Regions from separate parts of the Capsicum annuum genome. Here region 2 is linked to region 1. Evidence: chromatin contacts called from public Hi-C data. All regions are on one chromosome and are shown on one strand. Each heading gives the region's core, a stretch centred on a gene start, on an enhancer-like site or on the middle of the called end of the contact. The rest is flanking DNA. Distances are from core to core; before and after follow the strand shown.

Region 1 (2,700 bases), core at 160-2,659:
TTTCAGAGATTCAGAGGGGGTGCGCAAGAGAAGATAGATTATAAATACAGTTCAACAAAATCAAAGCAGTAAATGAGCGACAAGTAGCACATAAGACCAACAAATATAATATCAAAATAATTAAAGCAAGTAAAGTCAATATCAAAAGCTCGAATTTGTATATTTCCCCAGCAGAGTCGTCAGAGATGTCACACCCTTTTTTCGCCCGAGAGGATCGAAGTCGAAGGATTTTTTCAATTAAAGTGATGGTTTTAAATAGGGATTAATTTAATTTACTGAGTCGCCACTTGCAATTGAGTTTTGGTGTTCCAAGTCACCTTTTGAATCCATAATCAAAAGAAAATGACTCTTTGTTGGTCTGCGAAAACAGAAGATCGGATAAGAAATTTTGTTGACCGAAGAGAAGGTGTGAGACACCCCTCGAGTCCCATGGTTCTAGCACAGACGCTTTTATTGACTTATCTTGACTTAAACTATTTTTATAAATTATATTAAGGCCTAAAACTGCTCATTTTATTATACTAAAAACTTGTCTATTATCTTATATTAAATAAATCAGTGAAAGTTAATTTAGAAAAATATTTGTCAAGGTGCATTATTGCATCCTTGAATTTTTAAAAGTCTCAAAAAGATGTGTATGTCGTATTCTTAATTTAGACGAATATTTAAAAGCACGTTTAAAAATTTATTTAGTGTTAAAGGTCTTAACTTATTTCTTGTAAAATCGTAATAATTTGATCTATCAAAAACACTATCTAACTTTAATAATAAATTTGAGCAAAATTCATTTAGGGTGATTAATTAATTTAACAATAAAATTAATAAAATTTATTAATGACAATGAATAATAAAAAAAATACACAAATCTAGCCATATTATACTAATCTTTAATATGACCCTCAAATCTAATCTCTTTATATTAATACAAACTCAAAGCATTATAAACTACATGCATCAGTTAGTTATTTCTCCCAAACAATAAAAGAATAGTTTATGTAATTTGAACAATGTTACATGGGATAATGTAGAAATTTCACTTCAAAAAAAATAAAATGTCACAGAACTATAACCTTCAAAAAAATATACCAACACTCAAACAAAAATCAACTTAGGAAAAACACAGTGAAATGGCACAACATTTAGAGGAGGTAGTTGAAGTTATGTTTCAATTAGCTAAGTTTTTGGATGCCAACAGATAACCATGAAATGAATTCAAACAAATACAATAAACTTAATAATGAGAACATTCCACAAATAGCACTAGCATGTGATTAAAACTACTTACTAAAAATGAAGAGTAGAGTTGGACTTCAAATGAAACAATTTTCCTTCAACATGTCTACAAACCCCATAATCAGTTACTCGATTTTAAAAATTACAAATTGACCGTGGAGCTTTTCACTACGTGACAAAACAAATTGAGTATGAAAATAAAGATGTCGTCATCAAAACTTGAGTCAAAGACCTATAACACTCGAACTCCAAATTACAACTTTCAAAAATACTTTTGTAAAACTCTTTTTTTTTTTTTTGAAAATGTATCCTTTTTCTCTTTCTGTTTTCTCCAAGTTTTCTTTTCTCTTCACCGATATTTTTTTTCCTTCTCCATTGTGTGTGTACAGCGAGTTTATTTTTCTCTCTTTCTTTTCTTTTTCTTTTTCTTTTCTTTAACTTGATAATATTAACACACAATATTAACATTCAATACATCTGCATACAAATACATTAAACATTTTGTAACTTGATCATATAACATATAATAATATAAAATTCACATAATCAATTAATCATATATACTAAACAGTGATTGAGATCATTTGAACATTCTGTTCATATTTTTCACAGGAAATTTACAACATTAAAAGAAATGGGATCAAAATAGAACTTTTACGTCAATTTAATTGAATACAAAAGCAAGAGGTTGTCACCGAAAACTTCAACAGAACTTCAACTTCAACTTTCTTTTTTTCTCTCTTTTGTTTGATCTTTTGTTTTTTCTGATTTGTTTGCTCTTCTCAAATGTTGCTTTTTTTTTTTACTGATATCTTCTCTTTGAATTTTCACTCTCTTTTTTTAGATAATGTGTAATACAGAGTACCTACGTTCTGGGTGGTGGGGAATATTTCTTAAATACTAGGACTTTGGGGGGAATGGTTACTTATCAGATAAGGGGAGGATTTCAAATTTTTGAACTTTTTTTTTTTGAAAAAAATAATATATTTATAGAAGATAATAATAATAACAAAATTAAAATAATAAATAAATAAAAATAAATAAATAAAATAATAATAATAATAATAAATATAATAATAACTAATTAGTTTTTATATTTAATAAAATATAATAAAAATTTATAAATAGCCAAAATAAATATAATAAAATAGTACTAAAACTACTAATTTATTTATTAAAATTTAGAAAACAAAAAAAAAAGATTTTTTGAATTTTTGTATTATTTTTTAAAATAAAAATAAAAATAATTTTTTTTTCAAAATTAAATTTATTTATTTATTTTAACTAGAAATTTATTAAAAATGAAATAAGAGTTAAAATAATATCGGATTAAATATAAATATTTAATATCAAAATATAAATTAAATTCAGAGAGAATAAAAAGTCATGTATCTACATAAATTATAAGTTATAAGTCCATTCAAATAAACTCTTAATCAGTACTACAAATTTTCGAAGATTAGGAAA
Region 2 (2,700 bases), core at 49-2,548, 69 kb after region 1:
TAATAAATATTTTATACATATATTTTATACACTTTCTCTCTCTCTCTCTCTCTCTCTCTCTATATATATATATATATATATATATATATATATATAGTATTCAAAATATACAAAATAAATATCTTACACTATAAAAATATACTAAATAAATATGGTACAATATAATGACCACAGAACAGTTCAAATACAAACGAACATGGTACAAGAAATACATCTGAATCTACATATATATATAAACAAAATACAAATACATGTACATGATCCAACATGTATATATATACAACAAGATTTGTATATATATACAAATGAGTACCTATTAGCTAAATGCATCTGTAAAATACACATTCGTGATAAATACATATACAAACACCTCTTCTTCTTTCTATCCTCTTCTTCTTTCTATTCATCTGAATCATCTTCGTATGAATTTTCAATATCAAGACTTAGAATTCTGCCTGTTTCACCGATTCTTTTGCTTCTTATTTTTTTTTCCAGATTTTTCATTTTTAGGAGTTTTGGAGATGAAACTTTTTCCAATTTTTTTCTTTCATAATTTCAGCCATCTTTTCTGGATCGTTGCGATGCTTCGACCTCACCTCTTCGACGCTCATTAATTTCTTCGACGGTTTAGACGTAGAACTCACTTTAACAATTTCATCTTGATATAGTCCAATACTAAAGGATGGGGGATTATAAAAAACTAAATTGATAGGTGGTATATTTCTATTTGATCTTCTATATGGTGTGTGTTCTGCCATTAGAGCAGACCTCCATAATTATGCAACCAAATAACTCAAAAAAAAAAAAAGTCAATAACAATGGTGGAAAAAAAAAATACAAAATATATAGAATTTGAAAAAGAGATAATATGCAATAATTGTAAATTAAGAGTTGTCTGATTTTGTGGAGCACGATCTTTATCTAGAAGATGAAAAAAATATGAAAGAAGTAAGAATTTGAAAGAAAAATCTAAAAAATAGGAGCTATTTAAAAAAAAAAAAATAGAAAAGAAAAGAGATAAAATGATGGAGTGAAAATAGTATAGATAACTATAAATACGTATGTGTGACATGAAACCATTAAAATAATGCTATTTTTATTATTAAATTTAATTTTATAAAAGTTATACTATTTATTTTAATTATAATTTTAAATTTGTCATTTTTTTTCTCTATTTTTCCTCTTAAAGTGAATGAAATTTTGGGATGGGATTTACTGAGAGAACCTTTGAGTGGGGTCGATAATTCCTTAAATGGCCAAATATCAATTACTGCTCCCAGCCTAGATATTCCATATTTTTGTGATAAAACAACAGTTATAATAATAATAATTTCATATTTGGATGTCTTCATCAAGGGTGTGTTTGGGAATATATTTTTTTTATGGATGATGTTTTTCTAAAATATAATTTTTTGATTTTTTTGTGTTTAGTAAGTTAAAAATATTATATTAAATACATTAATATAAAATCTAGACATGAAGATAGGGGTAAGGAAAGGGGCGGGTGGAGGTGGGATTTGGAAGTATTGGAAGAAGAAAAGTATTTCAAAACTTTTTTTCTACTTTCACTAAGAAACTTATTTTTCTTATAAAAATATAGACTTGTTTTTGAAAGAAAATCTTCTTCAAAATATGGACCTACAAAAAGTGCCAAAAATTAAAAAATATTTTTTTAAAAATAATTTCTTCCATACCAAACACACCCCCAAGTTATCGAATTGATCAGTCAATGCCTAAGAAAGAAGGGAAATTCACAATTTTGCTGTCAAACATAATCCATAACCATTAATCCTTAATACAAACTGAAATAAATTACAGAAAAGGAAAAAAAAAAACGGCTTTTTCGTTTCATATAAATATCTCCGGTAATAATTGCAAAACATAATAATTCCTAAAATATTAGAATGAATTAAATCACATGAATTCTCAATAGTGTTTTAAAAGACAGTTACAAAGCTTGTCTTGAGGCGCGTCTCGAGGTGAGGCATAGTCAAAATGACATTGTGGGAAGGTAAAAGTACGGAAAGAAAAACACCTCAAAATTTGAGGCGTTCGTCAAAGCATTGGGACGTTTCACCGGAGCGTGAAACACAAATTAGGCGTAAGCTTATTAAGTTTACAAAGTAGAATGATTTTTTTCTATTAAATCTCTAATTTAAACTTAATACTAAAATATATCATTGATGAATACTTAAATACTCAAATCAAAAGTAAAAGAAAATTTATAAAGTCACCTTTCAAACATATTGGTGGGTGGGTGTCGACGATACCGCTATTCAAGAAGATGCTGAGTGTACTTTCTTCTTTTAAGTCCATTTCTTTTCTTTTAGTTCTTTTTAAGTCGCATAATGATAAACTTTTAAGTTATTTATTTTTTTGATCTCTTTAAAATATAATATATGATAAAGGGGTGCGTAAATATATTGATCAAGTAACAGGAAGGTGGGGTTGATTAATTATGCACCTTTTTTTTATACAAAGTTGTGTTTTTGAGATATGAAAGTTGACTTTATCTATTCGTTGTATCATGCGGCTTTGGTTTGTTTTTCAAATTTTTTTGCCAGTTTAAGATACATATTTCACTTATTTTTTTTTATAATTTTGATGTAGTTTTACCTTTTTTGGGTGATTTATCTCTTTCAAAATATTTATTTATAATTATATTAATTTATAAAATATTAAAAATTAAAGAATTCGTAG

The links. A called contact is a pair of places that touch in the nucleus more often than the background predicts.
Region 2: a Hi-C map of placenta shows a contact between it and region 1, with 2.7 times the contacts expected there. The contact joins two enhancer-like sites. A contact is called at or near these places in 2 of 5 Hi-C or Micro-C datasets (leaf and placenta).

Annotation. Positions count from the first base shown.
Region 1 is chr3:62,554,677-62,557,376 of UCD10Xv1.1, forward strand. No RefSeq gene overlaps it. Among protein-coding and RNA genes, the nearest start is that of LOC107863799, 55 kb to the right of the region's middle. Within about 2 kb of position 1,410, at least 1 of the 5 cell types and tissues checked has an H3K27ac peak or open chromatin away from gene starts, as enhancers often do.
Region 2 is chr3:62,624,248-62,626,947 of UCD10Xv1.1, forward strand. No RefSeq gene overlaps it. Among protein-coding and RNA genes, the nearest start is that of LOC107863799, 14 kb to the left of the region's middle. Within about 2 kb of position 1,299, at least 2 of the 5 cell types and tissues checked have an H3K27ac peak or open chromatin away from gene starts, as enhancers often do.